Linked DNA regions of Mus musculus: regions 1, 2, 3, 4, 6 and 7 are each linked to region 5. The links are chromatin contacts, called in public HiChIP or PLAC-seq and promoter capture Hi-C maps. All regions are on one chromosome and are shown on one strand. The core of a region is the stretch at or near the end of the contact, and the rest is flanking DNA. Distances in the headings are between cores, read along the strand shown. Region 1 overlaps Cnot2 (CCR4-NOT transcription complex, subunit 2). Region 2 holds the start of Yeats4 (YEATS domain containing 4). Region 3 holds the start of Frs2 (fibroblast growth factor receptor substrate 2). Region 4 holds the start of Lrrc10 (leucine rich repeat containing 10). Region 5 holds the start of Tbc1d15 (TBC1 domain family, member 15). Region 6 holds the start of Cnot2 (CCR4-NOT transcription complex, subunit 2). Region 7 holds the start of D630029K05Rik (RIKEN cDNA D630029K05 gene).

Region 1 (3,352 bases), core at 567-3,066, 1.3 Mb before region 5:
CTTAAGCTCACGGCTTCTAACTCATAATCCTTAGGGACTGATGTTTTTAGTTTTATATTAAATTTCTTAAGGGAGTTTACAAATTATATCTGGCATTATTTAAATGATCTTTTATGTGTTCTTACACATTTATATATACCTGTGTAAATATCGCTGTGGCTCATATACTGAACCTTTCTGTCACCTCTTAAGCTGACTGAGTCGGCAGTACTCATTCATAAGCTAGGAAATCAGTACTTTGCTCCTAGTTGCTGGGAATTAGTTTTGTTTTAAGAGGCTTCAAACAGATGAAGTTGTAGCTGATATATTCTTTCATGTCTGACCTTTTGCTTAACAAACTTTTTTTTAATTAATATTATTCCATATTGTACTCACTCACTTAACGTTGGATTGCATTTTGTTAGTACTGTTTTAACTAGTCCCTGAAATGCTTTTCAAATGAGTTTCTGTTTGAAGCAGTAAATACTTGGAAAAAAAAAAACTTTAAAAAAAGTCAGAAGTATGTTAAAATATCTAGGCTTTGTGTTACTACACCTAACAGTTATGCGTAAGTTATGAGAAAGGGATTGGGTAGTAAAAAGTGTACAAGGGGGCTGGTGAGATGGCTCAGTGGGTAAGAGCACCCGACTGCTCTTCTGAAGGTCCAGAGTTCAAAGCCCAGCAACCACATGGTGGCTCACAACCATCCGTAAGGAGATCTGACTCCCTCTTCTGGAGTGTCTGAAGACAGCTACAGTGTACTTACATATAATAGATAAATAAATCTTAAAAAAAAAAAGTGTACAAGGTTTATAGCATAGATGTATTCACACAAAGATAATTTTTCTTCCCAGTGGATTATTTTGGCATTTTTTCCAAAATGAATTGAATATGAACGTGAAGGTTTATATTAACCATCAATTCTATTTTACTGTACTCTTACGTATGCTAGTATCTTTTGCTTCCATGCTACAAGCTTGAAAACTGAAAATGAAAATTCTCCAACTTTGTCCTTTTTCTAGATTGTTTTGGTCAATATATCTTTTGAATTTCCATCTGACTCTTAGGATTCGCTTGTCTGCTTTTGCCGAGGAGCCAGCTGCTGTATAACTTGTAGCTCATTGTGGTGTATTGCCACTTCTCATCTTTAGACTTGGGTGACTTTCGTTGATATAGTTTTTTAATTTCTTTCCATTATTTTGTACAGCTTTCACAGTATAATTTTTGTGTATGAAATTTAAGTATTTTACTCTCTGATGCTTGGGAAATGGAATTGCTTGTTTTCTTTATGGGGTTCGTTATTGCTGCATGAAAATGTGATTTTTTATATATTGGTTTATATGCCTTGTACCCCATTGAACGTCCTCATTTAAGCCATTTTGATAAGTTAAAGATTATGAAAATCCACACTGCTATGAAACTGCTATAAAATCATTATTCTAGTGAGCGCCTTAGGATTTTTTGTAGATCTAATAATGTCATCTGCAACTAGAGGCTTTCACCTCCTCTCCAGACTCAGCACTTCTTATTTCATTTTGTTGCCTAACGATTCTGTCTAGGATCTTCAGTACAAGATCACATGTAGTGGCAAGAGTGGACAGCCTCATCTCTGCTCTTAGAAGGAAAACATTCACTATTTCACCGTTCATTATGCTTCTATGTTTTTTTTAAACCATAACTTTAAAGAAGCACATTGTTTATTTGTTTGTTTATTTGTGTATGTGGGCACACCTAAGCCTTCAGGCTCATGTGCAGATTAGAGCACAACTTTCCTGCCATAGGGACCTTTTCAAACTTGGCTCTTCAGGCTTAGTGGTAAGCACTACCCCTCACCCCCCACCCCCACTCAAACCTATCTCTGCCTTCCGTTCGTAAATACTTTTTACTGATTTGGGGATGTCCCTTTTGGATGGAAATTTTTTGTTGTTGGTTTGGTTTTAGGTCTGGTTTCGATTTTAAAAAGTGGATCTTGTGTCCACCGAGGGTGTCCCTTCACCGCCTTTGCTTTACAAGTGTTAGGGTTGTAGTTGTATATCCTTTAATGATGTGCGAGTTTTGTCCCTTATTTAAAAATGCACATTAAATTGCACAATATTGTATGTTGAGCAAGTCCTGTCTCTGGGATAACCCCATCTCATTTATTGCTCATATTACGTCGTAGTTGTAGTTTCTTTCCATGTCATGGCAGTGGCCGTCTTGACGGTAGTGATGCTAGTGAGAAGGTTTCTGGCTAGTCGTTTGTTTTGAATAGTTTGAAGTGAAACTAAGTTTTTTCTTCCAGTCTATCACTCAAGCCTTCTGGGCGCGTGCCTTCCCTCTTGAAAATTTTCTGTTGTTAATGCGGTCTCTTTACTTGTGATGGGTCTAGTTTTGACTGTCTTATTTCTTTTGTCAATTTTGATAGCCTGATAATGTTTTAGTAATTTGTCCATTTCCTCAAGTTTCATAGTTTGCTAGCTTGAGCCCCTTTCTTTACCTTTCTCTTGTCAACTCTGTTACCTTTTTTCTTTGTTTTTGTTTTTTTTAAATGTTGAATTAGGTGTTTGTTTGCTTATTTGTTTGGTAGAACTGGGATTTGAACGTGGGGATTGAATCTTAGTCTTTACACGTTGGGCAAACACCCCTTTATGAAGCTATATCTTCAGCCTTCTCTTACTTTTTTTTAAATTGAAGCAAGGTTTCATTCGGTTGCTCAGAGTGACCATGAACTCACTGCCTAGTCTAGAAAGGCCTTTAGTATGTCTGGGCCTCCTCAGAACTGGAGTCAGAGTCGTCCTCAAGGAAACTTCTCTTTGTAATAGACAGAAACCACTACAGAAAGGCACAGCTCGTCAAAGTGGAAAGCTGTGGAATCAGTCCCAATGGCTACCTCAAAGCACTCCCTGACCTAAGGCTCAGGGAACATTTTAGAAGATGGGACAGAAAGATTGACTGTAAGAGCTTTCCTCCAGTGGGGTTGTGTCTCCCGGTAAGGTTGAAGCTACAATACTCACCAACATGACTGCCTCCACATGAGCTGAGAAGGGCAGCAACAATAGACATGCAAAGTCTGCCAGACACAGAACTACAAGTCACCAAGGAATGCCGAGAGAGAGAGAGAGAGAGAGAGAGAGAGAGAGAGAGAGAGAGAGAGAGTGTGTGTGTGTGTGTGTGTGTGTGTGTGTGTGAGAGTGTTAGTTTTCTCCAGGAAGAGCGCACTAATTGGCTCCCAATACCAGATGGTCAGCCGTGAAAACATACATGTGAGTAGTGTTATATAGACTGAGCAGGTTGTATTTAGGAAATATATATGTGTATATATTTGTACACATGTATGCACATAGTAGCAATTGATGAAAGAAGAAGCCATGAAGTTGAAAGGGCAAGGAGGGGG
Region 2 (3,192 bases), core at 7-2,506, 2.0 Mb before region 5:
TGCTTTTCCAGAGGACCTGAGTTCAATTCCCAGCAACCACATGGTGGTTCATAACCAATCTGTAGTGGGATCCGCTGACCTCTTCTGGTGTGTCTGAAGACAGCTACAGTGTACTCCCATACATAAAATAAATCTTTTCTTTAAAAATTAGCAAAAATTGATTGACCATGCTGTTAAATTCGCTTCTCGGTCTCCTGATTATTCTCATTGATTAGTGCTGTGCCCAGCCTTCATCAGAGAAGTTTATTGCAATGAGCAGTGGTTAATGCAGAAACCCAAAACTAGCCAAAACGCCCAGGAATAAGAGATGGTGGTGTGCTTAGCACTATTCGGGACAGTTGTACCACTCCTTCCAAGATTGGGGAATATTTCAGGGTATAAAGAGCCAGAGAATGGAGAGACATGTATCAAAAACGACACCTTCTGGCCACAACGTGGCCATTGCACTCATGAACTTACTGCAGCTGCGGTTATCTGCATAGGACCTGCGATTGCATGTTAACATTTCAACATGGATGGCGGGAGGGGTCCAGGGGCCTCACCCTTCCCAGAGGGACTATTGAAAATTCATGACTGTTTGGGAAAGAGATGCCATTTTCTTTAGTAAGGTACCACTGATAAATTACTCTTGCTTCGGTAAAGAATCCCACATCCATAGTAGGACAGGAAACGCCAATTAAAGCCAATAGGTCACGAACTAAGAGGGCATGAAAGTAGGAGGGGGGCTTGTTGGAAAGAAGAGTTCCAACTGGGGAAGGGTATGAGAGAGAAGAATGGTGAGTGAAAATAAGAACATGACCCTCTTAGGCATGGTTTAGGAGGTTTTTACTGTAGATAGGGAGAAAACAGATTCCCGACGAATCTGGAAAAGTCAGACTGAACATGGCCAGCAGAACAGATTGAGCCATGAAGAGCGGGAAGTGGAGTCATTTCTGTAGTGCCATCATGTTGGCCTTGGAAATCGAACTCAGGTCACAAGGCTTGGCAGCATATTCTTTACCAAGCCCACGCCCAGTTATCTGACCTGCCCAATCAGAAGCTTTGATTCCAGAGTCTATCATCTTGAAGTGTGTGGGGTTATCTCAACCCTAAAGCTACAAACGTTCACCATTTTGGTGCTTCCCTACCCTTAACTTCTGCCTAAAATTTATCCCCATCTCTCTTTATCCGCTGCAACAGCTCATCAGGCTCTTACCGGGGAAGGCTGCAGCCTCGCGCGTGCGCACTGTCTGCCTGAGCCCGTTGCGCATGCGCCGCCGCCCTCCCCCGCCCTTCCGCTCGGCTCTCCCAGCTCGGGGCTGAATGGCCGACCCCGACGCGGCGCGTGTGGAGGAGGTGGCTGTCCGGCTCCCCGAGCCCAGGCGACCCGCCCTCCTCCGGCTCGTGAGGGGAGCGGCTACCCCGCCGGCCTGAGCTCTCTCCCTGGCCGCCGCGGCTCCTTCCCGGGGACAATATGTTCAAGAGAATGGCGGAATTTGGACCTGACTCCGGCGGGAGAGTGAAGGTCAGTGCGCAGGCGCGGCGCGCGGGGCGGAAGCTCGGCGCTCATTGGGCCCCGAGTCCTCGTCACCGCCTCCGCACCGCCAAACACAAAGGTGCCGGGGTGGCTAGGGCATCAGTCGCAGACCCTGGATAGGCTCGTCCGTCTTGTCGTTCCCGAAGCCCCGTGCTGATAAAGTCAGCAAAGAGCGCTTAGCTTCGTTCGTGTTTAGTGAAGGTTGCTTAACACTGGACGTTGTGACACTCAGTTCCCTCCCATCTATATGTGTATTATTAATAGGGGTGGAGGTAAGAGAACGACTTGCAGGAGTCGGTTGTCAGGTGTCACCATGTAGGTGTGCTGTCCAGCCTGAGCTGCAGTCGTCTCTTCCCTGTGTGCCATCCCTCCAGCTCGCCACCCCCTCCCACCTTCCTACATCTGCTGGTTACTTTTTTTTTTAATTTTAAAATTTATTTTTATGTATATGAGTACACTGTAGCTGTCTTCAGGCACACCAGAAGAGAGCATCAGATCTCATTACAGATGGTTGTGAGCCACCATGTGGCTGCTGGGAATTGAACTCAGTATCTCTGGAAGAGCAGTCAGTGCTCTTAACCTCTGAGGCAGCCCTGCTGGTTATTTTTTAAGGTACCGGTTCAGGATGCTCTCCCCGTGCCCCTAAAAGGGGCTTCTACTTACAGATCTTATCACAGAAAGGATTTTTTTTTTTCCTTAAAAGAAATCACATCAGTCTACAAAAATTTTAAAATCCTCATCGGTGTCATATTATTTTTATTACCTTAATCATAGTGTCTATATATCCATAGCTGCCTTAACAGTATATGTAAGATGAGAAATCATCGAAAATCCTAAAGCCCTGAAATGCAATAGAAAGAAATACCAGGTAAAAGTCTGTGTTAGTATAAGAGGCTTTGTAGAGCTGTGCATTTGCCCAGGGTTTTAGGTAAGGCTTGGGGATGGTAGGAAGTGATTGCAGAGCAAAAGGTTCATGGGAAAACTCTTCTCTACTTGCACAAGTTAAATCTGGAAGTTTGTAGTTCAGGATAACTTGAGAAAGTTAGGCCTGTAGTCCTCAAATTGAGTTTCCTCCTTAGTAGCTGGGGAAGGGGTGGGGGTGAGGCAGGAACAAGATAGGCCCTTGAGAGGCCCAACCCAAGTGGCCTGTGTGTTCCCACTGTCCCCATCTCCTAGGCCATTCAGCTGTGAGCTGATCAGTATGCTAATCCCTTGGTAAGGTGCTTCTGTAGTCCAGGCGCCTCTCAGCCGCCAGCTGGGGACCAGCAATAAGCCTTTTGGGGGAGGGGGTACTCCATACCCAAACTGTATGTGCATAATAAGGATGACAGCAGAAAATGCTTGCCCTGAAATTCTCTCATAAACCGACCTTGGGTTTTGTGCTGTGCTTTGGTAAACACTGCCAGAGGCTAATCTAAAAGCCTTTCCCAGCCAGCAGAGCCGGTCACAATGGCAACTTGAACTCAGTAGCCTAGCTTTTAGGTTTGTGAAGGCATTTTGTTCTTCTCTAATCAAGTACTCAGGTGCTTTTACATGCAGAGCTCAGCAGGTAAAAGGCTTACCAAGTCTGATGACCTCAGTGCAGGCCTCAGGAAGGTGGAAGGAAGAGAATCTATTCCTTCAAGTCATCTGTGACCTCCTCATGTGCTGCACAGGGCGCCCAGCGTGCACACAAA
Region 3 (3,501 bases), core at 145-2,644, 1.9 Mb before region 5:
AGCAATAGTGATGGCATTGTTTGCATCTTAAATTTGTAATAAGGGGTTTTCTTTTACTCTGCCTTTCTCAAAGCAGATTGTCTTAACACTTGTCCCTGCAGTATTTAACAGACACTATGCATGCTAAGAAACTCTTTTCTTTTTTGCTCTTCCTTTTTTCCTCCTCCTCTCCTTCTTTTTGGACAAGAGTCTTGCTTCATAGTCCTGGCCACCTTTGTCTGGAAACTCACTGTAAAGCTTAGGCTGGCTAGAAACTCTCCGGACTCTCCCTGCCTCAGCCTTTTTAGACTGCTGGAAACAAAATAGCTTGTCAGGTTTGAGCCCTTTTCTTCCATGTGGGGCTTTGCTTCATACTGAAAACCTGCCTTTAATATTTGATGTTTCTTGATTTTGTGACAGAGCAAATCTTTTAAGATCGTCTCACTTCTTTGCCTGACACTGACTCTGTAGGCTCTCATACTGTCTGTCTTTGGTAAGTTTCAAAAGTGCCCAGGTCTTCTCTATTGCTAGTTACTGGTTAGGTATAAGAATTGTGCGGACGTACTCAGTCCTGGGTACTTTGAAATGCTTACTATTGCGTTATGCATTATATTATTTTTAACGTCTACAATCCAGAGATGAACACGACACACACACACACCAGGGTGAAATGTAAAGAAACAGGATCCTGGCACTAAGATTGCATAGCCCATCATCTCAGCCTTTGTTTAAAGTGCAAAGGATGACCCATATAGGGAAATAATTTGGCTCCCGTCTTTGAATAATTTGAAAAGTCTTGTTTGGGGCAAATGAGAGTTCTACGCATACCACAAATTAAAGTAAAACCAAGAGCCAGCATATGTGGTAAAGTCCGATACTTTGGCCGATTTCCTTCTCTGTAAGACACAGAGAATAAAAGCACCAATTTCCAGGAGTTTGAAGGTTATTAAATGAGTTAACGCCACCGAATCGCGTAATAAATGCCCTGTCTACCACGCCGTAAGCCTTCCTTCGATAAATGTCAACTGCATTTTCACGCGGGACAGAAGCGAGAAAGGATAACACCGCCGGCCGGTCGGCAAGCCGGTGAATGCTCCGGGCTCGGCGAAATTAGATTCTCCGGGCCCCTGTAGAATTAAGTAGAAGGGAGCGATCCTAACAGGCGTTAAAATAAGGGGTGCCAGCGGTAGCTCGGGGCCCGCGGGACCACAGGGGTTAGCAAGGAGCCCGGGGGCGGGGCTCGGGGGCGGGTCCGCTGGCGCCCGGAGCAGAGGCCACGCCCCTCCCGGGAGGGCTGGCAGCTCCAGCCTGGGAGCAGTTCCGGTGCCAAACCCCTGCCCTCCCCCGCTCCCCCGGAAGTGCTTGTCTAGGGTTCGGGCTGGAGAGAGGCCTTGTAGACACAGGCGCCGAGGCTCCGAGCAGGGGGTCAGGTCGCGGGGAGAGTGAGGAGCTCCGCGGCTGCCACCCCGCGCCCCTCGCAGCGCCTTCGCGCCGACGGTGAGTAGCCGGGGACGCCGAGCGGGGCCTGCGCTGGGCGAGCGAGCCTCGGACCCGGCTGTCCGCTGCAGGTTCAGCCGTCGGGGATCCGGGGAAGGGGTTCGTCGGCCGCCGCGGAGCGCGCGCGGCCCGCGGGCCGGGAAGGGGCGCGATGCGGGGCCGCGGAGTGGGCGGGGCGCAGCCGGAGCGGGGTTCCCGGAGCCGCGGCCGCCCGCAGAGGGGGGACTCCGTAGCGGGGCCCGGCCGTCGGCGCTGCGACCCCCTCTCTGCATCGGGCAAGTGGGCTCGGTGCCTCCGCTGTGGGGTCTGTGCACTCGGACGCTGGGGACCGGGACAGCCAGACTGCACTGGACATCAGTGTCCAACTTTCGTCGCCTCTTGGATCTGTCCCCTCTTCCCGTCTCAGTAATTATCCTGTGTCCCAGGGGTGTAGTCAGTCCGAGGGTGGGGCGCTCCCTGTGTGGATGCTGGCGATCTCTTGCGGGGCTTGCGTCGGGGTCGCCGGAGGTTCGATTTGGACTCGGCTCGAAACTTAACTGGGTCTGGATGCCTGCGTAGGGTCGGTCAGTGAGGCAGTACCATTCCTCGAAGGGTCTTTGCTCCCTTGCAAACTGAAACTGTTGGGAGTTACTTCTTAAAAACAAAGATTTGAGGAGATTCGTAGATTCAGAGGAGTTTCCCCGTGTTCTTGCTGACGTTAAAAAAAAAAAAAAAACCATGCTATTCTGTAATCAGCCTTCCGAATTCCTGCGCTCATCCGAAGTCACAGTTGTTAAGACTTCAGTCGGGACCTTGCACAAGTTGACTGCAAAAGGCTGGAGAATTGTATCCTTTTTTTTCACCCCAGTTTGTTTACTTTCATACTTGGAACTGTCATTTCTTGAGCTAATTATATATATGTGTATATATGTGTGTATATACACACACACACACACATATACACACACACATATATATACACACACATATGTATGTATATTATATGTATATATATATATATATATATATATATATATATATATATAATTTCCCTCAGTTTCTCCTCGGAGGTTCTTCGTGTAGTCCAGTTGTGGGAACGCGGGGTGGGGGTGTTCCCACAGCGGGACAGAGGTGTTTGTTGATTTAAGCATATGAAGTGTTTAACTCCAATAAACTGAGACTTTCCTAGAGAAGAAAATCTTGTAGGCACTGTTAGTAAACTGAGTTTAGGTGATAAACTACGGATAAAAGGTTTGTAGGAAATAATGGAGCTATTTTCCGCTTTTATTGAGTTTTAAATTATTATCAGATAGTTTATTTGTTGCAAATGACCTTGTGGTGGTGTCAATATACACAAGTCATCTTCATGAAACCAGTGACATTATCTGCCCTTATTATGCTTACGTTAGGATTTATACTGTTTCTCTCTCTCTCTCTCTCTCTCTCTCTCTCTCTCTCTCTCTCTCTCTCGTACTTTCTCTTTCGACTACTGGAAGGGAAGATATCATGAATGAGGGGAATGATTTGAAGTGACGAGTTGCATATACTGTCTTATGCAAAAGAAAAGTTTATTTCATTAAAAAACAAATTCTCTGTGTGTGTAATGCCAGAGGTGAACCTAGACTACCCAGCACCATGATCATGATGATCCTTTTGAGACAGGGTCTCCTGAGCCTGGAGCTTGTACTTCCGGCTGGGCTGCTTGGCCAGCAAGCCCCAGGGACCGTCCTGTGTTTGCCCCATGTCCCCAGTCCAGGTCTACTGGTTATCGGCACATGGCCCAGCATCTAGTTTATAATGGAGGTGCTGTCGGTGCCAGTTCAGGTTCTCTCACTTTCTCAGTCAGCAAGCACTCGACGTGGGAGCAGTCTCCCCAGCCCCTCAAATCTCTGTCAAGGTTGTTGATAATAAACAAAGGGGGTGTTTTTCTAGCCCGTGGGAAAGTGTGAGTGAAGATAAGTTGTAGTGTTTAGACTCGGAATGATGCGGTAGCCCCTTAGTGTTTGAAGAACTCAGTTGTTCAGAGCCCAAGATTGGGATGTTGAA
Region 4 (3,421 bases), core at 820-3,319, 1.8 Mb before region 5:
TATTCCAGAACTGGGCTCGTGAAGGTCCGTCCTCCCATGGTTCTTTATAAAACCTCAGTATGGTTTGTCTTAGTTAAGATGACAATTTTTGCCCTGGTGTTTTGAAACGGTTATTCATATACAGACAATAATTTAGGATTTATGCACTTGTGATACATTCTTCCCTAAATAACGGCCAAAATACCTACGTTTGTAGACAGTCAACAGACCCTATGAACAAAAACCCGAACAAATTATGATTATTGGTCTCAGCCAAGATAAAAGCTGAGACCTCCACTTCAAACTCAGACACTTGTTTTAGGTGAACTGATTTTTACATTCTACCTTTAACAAAGTGTGACTCTCGGGAGGCATGGCTCTGTTCTGGGGGGCAGCCTGCCCTCACCCTAGGAATCAGGAGGCTGTCTCGAGGAAGAAAGGCTTGGCTTTTCAGATGACAGTAAACTGAGCGGACTTTAGGTCAAACCTTACGAGGGAAAACGAGTGGAACCGGCTTGAACCACTGGGAAGTTGGAAGGCAGAGCTTCAGGGAAAGACTTCTTTGTGGCATTTACAGCAGGGGCTAAAGTGCGGGGGGGGGGGGGGGGGGGGGGGGGGGAGGGGCTCAGGCTGTGTGACCACAGCTTTGTTTTTTTTATTTTCCTTCGAATCAAGACTGATTGGGTAGAGTTGTCCCTTTCAGGAACCAAATTAGTAACAGCAGTACATTGGTACTATGCAGAAGTTCTCGGGAAGGAAAGAGGCATGAGAGCTAGAGAGAGCTAGAGACAGGCCACTGAGCAGCTGGTGGCGTTGTTTTCTTTATTTTAACAAATACAGTCTTTGAAGCACTCACCAGCCTTGTGACCAGCTACTCCTGCGTGGTGGAAGAGTGCTGTGGCTGGTCTTGTTCTTTGGTGTTTCAAAATAGCTCGTGTGAAGGAACTGCTTCTGGCACAGGAGTGACAGTCACCCTGGATTCCAGGCCAGCAACAGCACACACCTTCCCCCTAGGAAGAGGTGCTGGGGGCTGGAAATGTTTTCTTCGCCCTATTCCTTTACAGCATCTCACCTGGCTTTCTCTCCATCAGCCCTGGGATGAGCCAGGACCATCCCTTCCGCTCTAATGAGATGCCTTCGGAGCAGTGGGGTAACCTTTGAATTGGCCTTCAACCTCAGCTGTTCAAGAGCTGGAAGGAAGAAGGGGAGGAGGTGGCTCTTGATTCTCTTCCTTGGCCAGTGCGTACCGCCTAGCTTTTCTGGGGTCAGGCTCTGGTGTCTCCTCTGCCCATCTCCCAACACGGCGAACCCCTTTGCCCACCTTGGGGGCATTTCTGCAAGGATTGTGGTCATAGATGACCAGCTTCAGATTTGTCAAGTGGGCCAGGCTGGGGAAGTAGCGGATACTGTTCCGATCCACGTCGATCACCTCCAGAAAGGGCATGCGAAGCAGTACCGAGGGGAAGTCAGCTAGCTGATTGCCGGAGAGCCAGATGGTCCTGAGCTCGCGCAGGCGCCGGAGCTGGCCGGGTAGCAGACGTAGGGCGTTGGAACCGGCATGCAGGGTTTTAAGGAGACTCAGCTCACACACCACATCGGGCAGCCGGGTGAGGCAGTTGGATTCGAGCCACAGGGTCCGTAGGTTCTGGAGCAGGCTGAGCTCATCCGGGAGGTCACAGAGTTTGTTATTGCCCAGGTAGAGGATGCAGAGCTGTTTCAAGGTACACACCACCCGGGGGAGAGCTTTGAAGTTGTTGAAATCCAAGGCCAGGATCTGCAGGTTCTGCAGCTGTGCCAGGTCGGGAGGCAGGCTGTGAAGGTGGTTGTCGCTGAGGTAGAGCTTCACCAGCTCCGTGAAGGAGCACACGTGCAGTGGGAAGCGACGCAGCTGGCTCCCGCTCAGATCCACCATCCTGTCCAGGGGCATCTCCCGGAGGTCTCCCACCACATAACTCTGGCAGCGGTCGGTGGGGATGAAAGCCACGAAGGCCCGGATGGTGTTTCCCATGTGAAACGGGCTGCAAGGCGAGCCCCTGCCCACCAACTCTGTCAGGGAGTGGGCTGGCTGTGCTCACTGCTCGGGAACCCTTCTACCCTCTCTTTATAACCCGGAATTCGGTGACAAAAGCCAGTCACTTTGACAGAATAAAGTGCTCCTGATAGCAGCTTGAGTGTCTGGTGACAGGCCGGACAGGCAGGGTCTGGGACGTCCTGTCCAACTCACATATTTGTCTTTAATCACTTAAGCCCTGATCTCTTATCTACTCTCTCCTGATCTCCCGCCCCCCCCCCCCAAATTGAAAAAATACTGTGACAAAGGTGGAGAAGTAAAAATGAAAAACACCTATATTTGTACTATGTAGGTAAAACTGTAAATATTTGAATGCATAGTCATCTCCTTTGTGTTACAACTCACCTAACCCGAACAAGGCCCTGCTTCAATCCTGAGTGGGGCACAAAACAACAACAACCCGCTGCTAAGTTTTCCAGGATGCATCCTTCAAAGTGTTGCCAAAGGCCTACATCCTTTACAGATTTTCTCCAGTTCCAACAAGCCTTAACCAATATGTAATCAGAAGCAATGGCTTCTGATTTGTACAGTCTTGCTTTGTGTCCAGCTAGCGTCTTGCCACACTGTAAAAGGGTACATTTGAGCTGGAAGTGGAGTTCAGTGGTAGGGTGCTCGTATGGCAGAATTGAAGCCCTGGGGTCCGTCTCCATTTCTGCCAAAACGAACACACACACACACAAATCCTCTCTTTGACAAAGGACAAGAAGGAAGGCTGACTAGCCTTCAAAAGCATAGATTAATTAGAATGTAATTATTAATTAATTCATTAGAATGTAATGCACCCGGGGGGGGGGCACTTTCCAGAGGTGGGAACACTTTCCAGACCCATTTAAATGGCCATTAAAGCTCTGTACTTCTCGTCCATAATCGCGTCCAGTTGAGAAAAGCAACGATGAGCCAGACCGTTCCAAGAACGAGGGCCTCCAAGGTCTGGCTGCTGGGGGCTGGAGAGATGGCTCAAAGGTGGAGAGCGCGTGCTGCCCTTTGAGAGGACCCAGGTTCCACGCCAGCCCTCATATCCACGCCATATCCACGCCAGCCAGCCCTTGTATCTGATAGCTTACAACTGTCTTTAACGGCAGCTTTGGATGTGAGGTGTGGGGTGATGATCCAACATTGTCTTCTGGCCTCTGTGGGATCTTGCATGTTGTGTCCGGCCAGCAGATCATAGCCTGGGTTCTAGCTTGGAAAGGCATTCTGGAAACCTGGAAGAGAAGAGGGGCTAGGCGGCGAGAGAAAATGATGCAGCTAAGACAGGCATTCTGATCAAAGCTCAATTTTACTGTTCCGACACTCAGTTATGAAGGAAGGGGGAGGGGGCCCGATTCCCGCCAAATAATCTCGGAGTTCAGTAGCAGGGTGACCACGTGT
Region 5 (3,191 bases), core at 472-2,971:
CCCTTCTCCTTCCCCCCCTGAGGGCCTATAAAAACTGGGAACTCTTTCCCCTCGAGGTCGACTCCTCTACCCCTGCGTGGGATATGAGTCGTCCCCAGAGCTCTGGCTTTCCCGAATAAAGCCTCATGTGGTTTGCAACAAGCTCGGTCTGTCGTGAGTTCTTGGGTGTCCGCTATTGTCCTGAGGCCTGAGCGAGGGGCTCCTCTCGGAGTCTTTCACTAGGATTAAAGGTATGGGCCACCATACCCAGCTAGGAAATAAGTTTTATTTTTAATTTTACAAAAATTAAAAAAGATGTCTTCAGGACTGTTAGCATGTTTGGCCCATGTTATATTATGTTAGATATTTAAGACATTAGTTCTTTAAAATTTACAAAAAGTTGTAGAGTAACTGCTATTACTTAGCATTATATTCTGACACTGCTAAGTTTTGACAATATAGTGAGGTTTCTCCTTTAACCACATTACTCCATCCTTCTGAGATAGCAGAAGAATCTAGTTTTGATTATTCAGACTCCGGTTACTACCCACAATCAGTTGGCTTGGGGAAGTCTGGTCTACTGATAAGCCCCTGTGCTCTCTCGCTGTCAACTCACTGCGCTCTTGCTTCCTTAATGGCTGGCAGATGCGTTGCTTTACCGAGCAGTGAGAACTTGGGCACTGGGATCTAGGGCTTGCTTGGAATCTCTGATATTTGGTGGTCAGAGTCCCTCCTGGGGCTAAGCATGCATTCTCCTGTAAGACTTAGGCACCTCCCTCCCCGATTAGATTCCTGATACTCACAGAACCTGCAGATCACGTTTTTCTGCTGTTACCTCAGGCAGCCTGAAAAGGCTCTAACTCAGCGGGCAGGCACGACTCTTGTGTGGGTGAAACGACACTTTTACAGGGGTCTCTTAAGGCTATAGGAAAATACAGATACTTTACGGTTCATAATAGCAGTAATGTTACAGTTATGAAGTAGTAACAAAAACAACTTTTTGGTTGGGGTGGGGTCCGCACCAAAACATGAGAAACTGTATTAAAGGGTCGCAGCATTAGGTAGGTGGAGAACTATTGCTAACTGCTCTAAGATGTCAATTTTATTGTGTACCGGAGCTAAGTCTCAGGGTGCTGCGCTGAGAAGGAATTAGATTTTGAACTTAATAGTTTACCGATCTGTTTCCAAACATGGGGGAGATCCGTATGGCCATACATGATCCTTTACATGCAGATGCTTGGGTGAATTTTAGGAATTGAAATCATAACCACTAAGCTGTGGAGGCACCCTGAACTCTGGAGCGATAAAGGGCCTTGTAGTAACTACAGTTCCTATAAAAATACCATGCTCAAGGTCATGCGTGAGTGACAGCAACAATACTCATGTTCAGAATCCTCTAATATCAAGGGGAAAAGTCTCTGCGTGTATTAGCTCCAGGGCTGATGTTCAAGGCGATTCCAATTTTACCGTGACTTATTTAAAGCAAGAAAGCTGTGGCATCGTGTTCTGGGTCTAAACAAGGTGCTCCTTCCATCACACCCAAGAGACTCGCCAGCCGTTCCCCAAGTTAAAAGTGCCACGCCCGAGCAAACTTCAAAAGCCGTAGACTTCTATTTAAAATGTGGGGGAAGCACGCGCACGCGCAGTACGGCACGACGGCTCCACCCTCTTAGCATCCTCACCACGCATGCGCCTAACTGCTGTTCCCGCTCCTCCCCGCCCCTTTCCCGCCCGGATGTTATTTTAGCCCGACCGGATGTTGTTGTGAGTCCGAGAGCCACGTGAGGTTGTGCTACGTCATCACCAGGCACGCGCGGGGGAACATGGCGGCGGCGGGTGTTGTGAGCGGGAAGGTGAGTAACGGCACCGGCTGGTGCGGGTGCTCCTGACCGGTGGCCTGCGGCTGGCGGGCGGGCGGGCGGCCGCCGAGGGGCAGGCGAGCCAGGTCGGCTTCAGAGGAGACCGGCGTGTGACAGCGAAGGGGCTCCGCGGGGTGCGAGCTGCCCCTCCGGGGTGCTGGCTGGGTGAGCGCGGGGTTAGACGGTTCCTGCTCCCAGGCGGTGCAGGCCTGGGCGTTTGTCCCCGGCTCTGCCCCGCAGCGCGGATCCTTTCGGGGACCCCTGAATCCGTTCCTTCCCCCTGTGACTCTGGTTCTTTACGTCTGCCCTTCCGACCGTAAAACCTTCTCTTGTAAAAAGCCTTTGGCCACCCTGGCTTGCTTGGCTCTCTGTCGTCTTTGGGGGAAGGCGTCGAGTCACCATGCAGAGGAGCTGACCAGGAGCTCTGCAACTCTGTCCTCAGAGCTTGGGGTCCTGTTCGAAAAATTACCCAGATGGTTAATGGTTGCGGGCGTTAGGTTGGGAACTGGCGATTGACACCGCGCTGGGCTCATCTAGAAAAGCCTTTATGAAAACGTTTGTTTCCTAGATGTCTTCGGGGGCGTTTCTGTGTGTGGGTGTCTGCCCTGCTGTTTTACAGGAGGCTCTGTCAGTGACACCCTCACAGTGGGCTAGGAACCACCATTAGGTACGGAGATTAGATTAGATTAGCAGTTTATATGCAGAGAGACAGCTTGTGCGAATATAGGGTTATCTGCTTCATGCGATGCACCTGACTGCGTTTCCCAGTGGCGAGTTATTTCGCAAACGTCAGTGACCGGCTGGTAATGACTCAGAGCACTAAGACCTGTTTACTTGTTGCAGATAGCTTCCGCTGTTCCTTCAGTTCCACGTAGTATGTTTCGCTGCTTTTCTCCTCGTTTTGAACTTGACAGCGTTTGTGCAGATTTAGATTGTGGAATAACAAATACCGGCCTTATCTTCGGTGCAGATCTGAATTGTGACCTTGGGAAATTGGATAATTGAGGCTTCTCTGTTCTTCGTCTTTATCTGCAGAACGGAAGGGATGCCGGGCATCCTGTATTGGAGTGCTTAGGGGTAGACGCAACAGAAGCGCTTATACGTTACGTAGTCTTGCTCTTTCGAAAAATTGGTTGGGCATCCTTTTAGGGTATACTTATATCCTTGCCCTTTTAAAATATTTTTGGTCTTTTTTATTTGAGATGAGTGCTAGTCATCTCTTGATTCATTACAAATTAGAAAGTTTATCTTGGTGTTTTGGGCTGGGCCAATCTGGTACTTTCCAAGATGAGATCTTCACAACTTAAACTACACTTCTCTTTTCCAGTTTGCATGGATTCTGAAAAGAACCCT
Region 6 (3,320 bases), core at 75-2,574, 1.3 Mb before region 5:
GCTATGTCAAATTACTTTCAAAACCATGACAAAGGTACTTTTAATTTCACCGTAGGCTATTGTATCCTATTTCTTGCCTTTAGCTTTCTATGATAAAAATATATATCGCTTCCGTTTATCACAGAATCTATATCTAACTATATAGACTGGCGGGCTGGAAGGAGGTAATTTATTAAACTACAGCAGAAACTTTATTTACTTCAAATGAGTAGTAATCCGCATTAGTAAGCTCTACCACTCAAACATGAACAGCGATACGTTATGAAACTCGCAACTTCAAAGCACAAAGAGGCTTTTTAGCAAGTTAAGTAACCGTAAAACACGAAGTTTGTGGATGTTCAAAGGTGTAAACTAAGAGTATTACAGCAATAAAAAGTAATTTCACTTTCAGGGACAGTCCGGCTTTGGAGAGCAAAACACTTTAGTTCCCAACCACAGCCACCGTATTTTCAAAAGGTCTAGTGGATGAGCCAGCTGGTCACTAAGGTTTACCAAGGGCGCGCCGGGCGGGAACTAAATAAAGTGCCACAAACACCGTTCGGTTAGATTAAGTACTCCCGGCAGTGCTTTAAAAACACGCTTCCCCCTTACTTCCTCTCACCAGGTTTAGACCGGGGGGGGGGGGGGCAGGTAAAAAAAAGGGGAGCATGAAAAGGAAGAGGGGGCGGCGATCAAACGCCTAGGTTCCAGCGGAGGGGAACTCACTGCTCGGGAGGTGCGGGCGGCGTGCGGCGGGTGTCTGGGGGAGCGCACCCAGGTAGCGCAGGCAGCGGGGCGGTGGGAGGACCGAAGCACCGCAGGCACCGCACCGCACCGCGCCGCGCAGCAGGCTGGGGACAGCCCGGGGACAGCCCGCAGGAGGTGCTCGGGGGCGGGGTGTCCGAGGAAAACACAAACACAAACACGCTGCGCGTCCCCCGGTGGGCGGACCCACGCCACCCTCGGCTTCTCCCCGCCCCCGAGGCCGCGCTCGCCCGCTCGCTCGGACCCCAGGCCGCAGCTCCAGGCGTGGCCGCAGCAGCTCCCGGCGTGGCGGCGGTCTGGCTTCGGGAGCCCGGAGAGGCCGCCCAGGCCCCACTCTCCTCGGTCACCGCCACAAGACAGCGCCGCACCTTCCGCGGGAGGCGGCGGAAGCCCGGGAAGGCTCCAGGCGAGCGTTGTGCTTCTCACGGTCGACTGGCGTACGGGCGGCGTTCCGTCCATTCGGCGAGCCTCGCTCGCTCGCCGGCTTCTGCTGCTGCAGCCGCCGTCGCCGCCGCCTTCGAGCGGAGTCGGAGCGACGGGGGTCACGGCGGGGGTCAGAGGGTAAAGGTCTTGCTCCCAGCAGCCTCCGCGGTGGATACGTCGCCATCTTGGATCCGCGGGACAAGAAAATTCATGCGGTGAGTTTTTGGCCAATTTTCGGAAGTCTGGCGGCGGGGCACGCGGCGGGGGAGGCGGATTGGGGGCCCCCTCAAGGCGGGGGAATGCCTCGGGGCTGGTCCGGTCGCGCCCGGGGTCCGCGGGTAGCGTCCCGGCCCGCCGCTTCCCGTTGCTTTTGTCTCGGCTCCAATCGAGAGAGGGAAGAGCGGAGCGGGCGGGCGGGCGGGCGGGGAGGGGGTGGCGGCGCTGGAGGAGGGAGGGGGTGTGTGGCGGGGTGGACGGGACGTAAAGCGTCGCCGTGCTCGGGCCGCCACCGCCGCCACCACCGCAGCTACCGCAGCCGCAGCCGCTCCGGAGCTTAGGCCCGGGCCCCCGCTGCCCGCCGCGGGGCTTCCCCGGCTCCCGCCGGCGCGGAGCAGCCGCTGCCGCCGTGCTGCTTCCTGGGCTAGGAGAGAAGGCAGCGGCGGCGGTGGCGGCGGCAGCAGCATCCAGGAGCCCCGGCCACTGGACACGGCTCCTGCCTGCCACGTTCCCAGCAGCTGCTGGTCCTTGAAGCTTTACGTTTCTGGCCATACACGCGCATCCTCCGCCACTTGTGTGGTTTTCTTTTCTTTCTTTCTTTTTTTTTTTTTATTTGTTTGTTTGTGTAAGATGGGGACATCGCACTGGCTAACGGGCCTCGGGAGCCTCCAGGCCCTGAGCTATACCGAAGGGGCCTTTCTTGCAAGGTGGAAAGGCGAGAGAGAAACTCAGATGCTGCTTCTGCCCCCGTGCCTGGAGTGGGAAGCCTCTCTAGTGGTGTAGCCTCTTGAGTTCCGATGGTCCTGGGGCGGCGGAGGAGGAACCCGAGCCACTCTTGTGAAGTTGCAAGCCCTGGTTTCTACTTCCGCCGGGCCCCCTCTACCTTTTGCCGTTTTGTTTTAGGTCTTCACTTCAAAGTTTCATAGAAGAAATAAGTTGGGTTAAAAGAAACCCGGTAGTTCTTAATTGAGGTACTGTTTGCTTAGGAGAAAAGCTTATAATTCTTGTTATCTGTAGGCCCTTCGGGAAATCTAATTGTAATTTTATTTTTGTAAAATTATTTCTAAGGTTTTGTTATTTGCATTTACGTTAGATCCAATCAGTACGCTTTTACCTCCAAAAGAAAATAAAAATAAATAAATCTTACACATAGGTACTTTCTTGGAAATCCTAGGGGGACATCTCCACTTTTCAACATCTGGGAAGACAAGTGTTAAGAGTGTTTTGCTTCATTTTCATTAAATCCTTAGTCAAAGATTTCTCTTTAATCATCTGGACAGTTCCTAATAAAATACAGCAATATGATCCTTAGATTATTGGCAAATGGTAGAACGTTAACCAGATCTGTTCACAAGGGACACACTTAATGTTCAAAACTGAATACATTTTCTATTACTCTCTATAGTGAGAAGTTTTAGGGAGATGGAATCGTGTTCCTATAGATTTCCCTTTCCAAATAAGTGGGTGGTAACTTTCACAACAGTTTTATGTTTGGGAATGCTTTGTATATTCAACAACAGTTCCTTCTCAGAAGTCACCTTTGTAGTTTTGTAAGGTAATTTTATTCCAAGTTGGAAGTGTTTAAAAATCCAGTACACTGAAATGGTTGTCTACATTCAAATATTTGTCTGTGTTCAGGTTTTGTGTCTTTAATATGTTTTCTAAATGGTCCCTTGTGCTCTGCCTATCCAGTCTGTTGTCATCTTAAAGCTAAAGGAAAAGTTCAAAATGCACAGACAACTTCTTCCACTTTTCACTTTTGCTGACTTTGCAAGATCCTTAATTTTAAAGTGAAACCTTTTCATTTTTAAAAAAGTGCCTGTTTTTGTTTTTAACTCTAGACCAGAAATAAAGACTGTATTTGACTTTTATTTTTTTATTTTTTGCATTCCTATTAATGCTTTATTGACACACATAAGGTAGTGCATGTGTTGGCA
Region 7 (3,456 bases), core at 431-2,930, 1.7 Mb before region 5:
AACTCACACCTGTCATCTGTGGTTCCTCTCTTTGGAATTACACTGGTTCAGACTGGAAGTTCCACGGCTGCTCCAACAGTATGAGGCAGAGTCCGATCTGGATGCTGCCTCGTGAGTGGAGGCATAGACTGATGGGGTGGAGGCCAGTTGGCTCCTAGCAGCCTGCGTACAGAGCTAAGGAGCAATTGCCCTGGAAGGGCCAGAAAGCACCCTAGCTGCCAATATGCCTGGGCTGAGCGGCTGTGTTAACTTGGGTTAATCAGTGTTCTATCAGTTACCCGAGACTGATTCTGACAGTGCTGGCTCTATCTGAAGGTGGAAAAAGAAAGTCTATCTGCTTGATTTGATACCCAAGACCCACCTGCCTGACCTGGGAGATCTTTTCCATGGTTTGTGCAGGAGTCTGGCCTTTCCACAGTTGCCATTAAACTAAACGTTTTCCAAATAATTGAAAAGCTACCTGGAGACAAGAGTTCAAACATACAAGAAAGCAGCACTCCCAAGAAGAGAGAGAGACAGAGAGACAGAGAGAGAGAGAGACAGAGAGAGACAGAAAGAGACACAGAGAGAGACACACACAGAAAGAGAGAGACAGAGACACACATACACACACAGAAAGACACAAAGAGAGAGACAGACACAGAGAGAGACAGAGAGAGACACACAGAGAGAGGATGAGGGAGGAGAGAGAGAGCAGATGTGCTGGCTGCTCATCTTCATTGGGCCACCCTAGACTAAAGATCCCCCTTTCTTGAGCCCGCCCATCTCATGGGTCTGAATAAAATGGTCACCATACGGGGAAGTGCTCTGTAAGACAACAGCATGGAAGACATTTCATGCTCAGCACTATGAAGTTATTAAAATACAACCACACAGAAACTTGAGCTCACCCCACCATCTTGGAATGCAGTGAGCAAGTTCTGGGCAAGCTGACATGAACAAAGTGCAGATGTCTGGTGACAGCGTGGGGCAGACAGAAACAGGCTGGCTGATCATTAGAGCTGTCCGGGAGAGTTCAGAAAAATAGATCTGTGAGTTCCGAGTGGTATGGACATAGATCAAGGTGGCTAGCCTTTTTTTGTTTTACCCTCAAGATTTCTGCAGAACACAAGCTATCCTTTAATAAATTAAGAATGAATATATAAGTAGTTAAAACTACTGGTCTATTGATAAGAAAAAGCTAGAAGGTTGCAGAAAATCACCAACGAGGTTGTCTGAGAAGGATTGTTTTTTCTCAACACTAATTTGTTTGAAAGCTATAACCCAGAATTTCTAGAGATGTCTATACCTTCTGGTCCCAGCTTTTCCATGATCCCGCTCTCTACAGGATCCAATACTTTTAAGCCAGCTTCAATGCTTTCCTAAAAAAATCATTAGGATGCCAGGGTTGTTTGCTGTGCCCGCCCACTGCAGACAGACCTGTTGAAACTCACCCCTTTAAGGTCGGCTGTGGTCCAGTATCCTCTGAGGGACCGGGCATCTGTAGTAGCAGCCGCTCACAGTGACCTCCCTGAGGCTCTCATGCCGCACTAGCTGTCCTTACCTGGCTTTGCATGCTCCTGTTTGGCTGTCTTGTATATGCTAGGTTTCTAGAACCTTCCTTCAATGTGTTGTCTACACAGACGGCTGCTGAAGAGGATAATTGCTGACATGGTTAGAGCTACTGACTGGAAAAACTACACAAGCTGCCAGAAGTGTTCCCCTACTTGAGGGACATTGTCCCTTGTTTATAAAATGAGTGGAATTTGGAGTAAAGGTAGGATTGGGCTAAGTCCTGGCTCCAAACTGAGTTTTTAGGTAAATTAATTAACACCCCTAAGCCTTCATGCTAAATTTTGAACCTTCTGATTTGGAGTTAGACCATGGGCTTAAGACATTGAGATATGGTGGGGGGGTTTGCGGGGGGGGGCAAGAATGGTGGGCAGCAACTGCTCCTCTCTGTCCATCCCCTACTTCACCCTCCTCCTCCCTCTGCTCCCCGACCCCCACCCCCAGTCCCCACTGGTGCCTTGTCAAACAAAGTCTGTTGCGGAGTTTTGACATCTAGCTGGCACTTGTCCTTCCAAGCCATAGTCTACCAAGAACGTTGTACCTAGACACAAAAAGGTGCAGAAGAATCTATCAGCTCCGGCAGCGATTGCTTGTGTCTTACAGTACTCCATCACGATAGGGATTTAATCGCTTTGATGGTCGGTTTTGTTTGCTAACTTTCTTTAGAGCCTTCAGCTTTTTTGGGTCAGACGCGATTCCAGCCACACGTTCTGGTTCTTCTTTACCCTCCTTTCCTTAACTCCCTACTAGGTGTGCAATACATATACTATGTAAATTGCAGGATGAGATGAATGAACCAATCACTTCAGGAGGTGTTCGCTGAGAGCCACTATGTATGAATGCTACGAGCTGGGATTATGAAGGTAAGGTAACCACCTTAACTGTCTCCCAATCTCTGGTGACACGCATGACGCAAGAAATTATTCACATACACACACTCCGGTGAATAGATTCATGTGTGCGTGGGTTGTCAGGAGTCTTTGAAGGCAAGTAATATAACAGCTAATTTAAAGGGTGAACGGATTTATAACCTTAGAAGCCAAAACCTTTGGGTGTAGGCATCTCCACAGTTGCCTAATACATCATGGTTCTGGTCCTTTGAGTTTTCCCTCACAATCCCAAGAGGGCAAAGGGAAACAGTGAAAACAAACAAAACAGATCTGAGGTTTCTAGCAAGGAAGAAATGTGTGTGTGTGCGTGTGTGTGCCCGGGCGAGCAAGATTGACTGCAGTACCAGATGGAAGAGTTTAGGAGTCCCAGAGAGCAATTTCACCTGAGCCATGCGACAGTTTAAGGTTAGGCTCAAGCACACGCCTGAGAAATACACTGTGCTAGGCTTGTTGCAAAGACATTTAACTACCACTGTTTAATAAATACACAAAACAAAGCACGTCCATTAAAAAAAAAAAAGAAGAAGAAGAAAAAGAAAAAGCAGCGGCAAAGGCAGGCAGTGTTAGGCGTGCTGGGTGCCCCTCATATGCCTGTATTCTTACAAAGGCGCAAGTGTCCCCGTAGGGACACACTCATCATTGCTTGTGGTCTTAGCCTGGCTCCTCCGGCCTGAAGAATGAGCAGACAGCAAGGATTATCGGGGTCCACTTTATTTGGGAAAAGCAAGCAAGGCTGGTGAAGGAGAAAGTTAAATAAAACAAAACAACCGGAAGTTAATCCAGAAACAATGAAGTGATGGGATGCGTAGCTGTGCTGGCCGGTTTCAGCAGGTGTGTCTACTTCTCACGCCGGATTCTTCTGGAAAAGTTTGCGGGAAGAAATCCCACTTCGGAGTAGTCTCCTCAAGCACAGAGGGAGGGGCGCTTTCTTAGGGTTCTCCTGCTTCTGATATCCCATGGGGGCCAAGCCTCTTCCCCGCCAGGGGGCGCGCGCAGGGGGTTGTGGTCGGGGGCA

Evidence for each region. Promoter capture Hi-C pulls out the DNA fragments that hold promoters and counts their contacts. HiChIP or PLAC-seq counts read pairs in DNA pulled down with a chosen protein or histone mark. Capture Hi-C pulls out chosen DNA fragments and counts their contacts.
Region 1: an H3K27ac HiChIP or PLAC-seq map of microglia shows a contact between it and region 5, with 5 times the contacts expected there. The contact joins the enhancer-like site here to the promoter of Tbc1d15 in region 5. A contact is called at or near these places in 2 of 39 promoter capture datasets (embryonic stem cells and pre-B cells), 1 of 484 Hi-C or Micro-C datasets (B cells) and 2 of 115 datasets of contacts at active chromatin or transcription factors (embryonic stem cells and microglia).
Region 2: a contact with region 5 is called in a promoter capture Hi-C map of liver, with 5 times the contacts expected there. The contact joins the promoter of Yeats4 here to the promoter of Tbc1d15 in region 5. A contact is called at or near these places in 5 of 39 promoter capture datasets (the 3T3-L1 cell line, hippocampal neurons, liver and 1 more), 2 of 484 Hi-C or Micro-C datasets (muscle stem cells and uterus) and 1 of 9 other capture datasets (adipose tissue).
Region 3: a contact with region 5 is called in a promoter capture Hi-C map of liver, with 5 times the contacts expected there. The contact joins the promoter of Frs2 here to the promoter of Tbc1d15 in region 5. A contact is called at or near these places in 7 of 39 promoter capture datasets (the C10 cell line, hematopoietic stem and progenitor cells, hippocampal neurons and 3 more) and 2 of 115 datasets of contacts at active chromatin or transcription factors (astrocytes and embryonic stem cells).
Region 4: a contact with region 5 is called in a promoter capture Hi-C map of liver, with 4 times the contacts expected there. The contact joins the promoter of Lrrc10 here to the promoter of Tbc1d15 in region 5. A contact is called at or near these places in 3 of 39 promoter capture datasets (hippocampal neurons, liver and pre-B cells), 1 of 115 datasets of contacts at active chromatin or transcription factors (astrocytes) and 1 of 9 other capture datasets (liver).
Region 6: a contact with region 5 is called in a promoter capture Hi-C map of liver, with 2.1 times the contacts expected there. The contact joins the promoter of Cnot2 here to the promoter of Tbc1d15 in region 5. A contact is called at or near these places in 5 of 39 promoter capture datasets (the C10 cell line, liver, neutrophils and 1 more), 1 of 484 Hi-C or Micro-C datasets (B cells), 1 of 115 datasets of contacts at active chromatin or transcription factors (pancreatic cancer cells) and 1 of 9 other capture datasets (liver).
Region 7: a contact with region 5 is called in a promoter capture Hi-C map of the HPC-7 cell line. The contact joins the promoter of D630029K05Rik here to the promoter of Tbc1d15 in region 5. A contact is called at or near these places in 2 of 39 promoter capture datasets (the HPC-7 cell line and cranial neural crest), 1 of 484 Hi-C or Micro-C datasets (muscle stem cells) and 1 of 9 other capture datasets (embryonic stem cells).

What each region holds. Positions count from the first base shown.
Region 1 is chr10:116,563,900-116,567,251 of GRCm38.p6, reverse strand. The region is part of intron 1 of Cnot2 (CCR4-NOT transcription complex, subunit 2); the gene reads left to right. Among named protein-coding and RNA genes, the nearest start is that of Cnot2, 16 kb to the left of the region's middle. Within about 2 kb of position 1,816, at least 47 of the 459 cell types and tissues checked have an H3K27ac peak or open chromatin away from gene starts, as enhancers often do. A contact at or near this core is called in B cells and microglia, where this site is marked.
Region 2 is chr10:117,222,571-117,225,762 of GRCm38.p6, reverse strand. Yeats4 (YEATS domain containing 4) reads left to right here and starts at 1,256. Exons shown (of 7, transcript NM_026570.4): 1 at 1,256-1,504. The coding sequence starts at 1,454. Gm31963 (a long non-coding RNA gene) reads right to left here and starts at 1,277. Exons shown (of 4, transcript XR_872061.2): 1 at 1,196-1,277.
Region 3 is chr10:117,146,367-117,149,867 of GRCm38.p6, reverse strand. It overlaps Frs2 (fibroblast growth factor receptor substrate 2), which reads left to right and starts at 1,394. Exons shown (of 10, transcript NM_177798.3): 1 at 1,394-1,476.
Region 4 is chr10:117,043,989-117,047,409 of GRCm38.p6, reverse strand. It overlaps Lrrc10 (leucine rich repeat containing 10), which reads right to left and starts at 2,069. Exons shown (of 1, transcript NM_146242.2): 1 at 642-2,069. The coding sequence starts at 1,987. The coding sequence ends at 1,163. Gm10747 (a long non-coding RNA gene) reads right to left here. Exons shown (of 3, transcript XR_872056.2): 3 at 2,725-3,272.
Region 5 is chr10:115,250,023-115,253,213 of GRCm38.p6, reverse strand. Tbc1d15 (TBC1 domain family, member 15) reads left to right here and starts at 1,721. Exons shown (of 17, transcript NM_025706.3): 1 at 1,721-1,832. The coding sequence starts at 1,803.
Region 6 is chr10:116,579,515-116,582,834 of GRCm38.p6, reverse strand. It overlaps Cnot2 (CCR4-NOT transcription complex, subunit 2), which reads left to right and starts at 1,324. Exons shown (of 16, transcript NM_001037846.3): 1 at 1,324-1,382.
Region 7 is chr10:116,962,964-116,966,419 of GRCm38.p6, reverse strand. It overlaps D630029K05Rik (RIKEN cDNA D630029K05 gene), which reads right to left and starts at 1,680. Exons shown (of 3, transcript NR_027847.1): 1 at 1,434-1,680. 4933412E12Rik (RIKEN cDNA 4933412E12 gene) reads right to left here. Exons shown (of 3, transcript NR_038026.1): 3 at 3,141-3,456.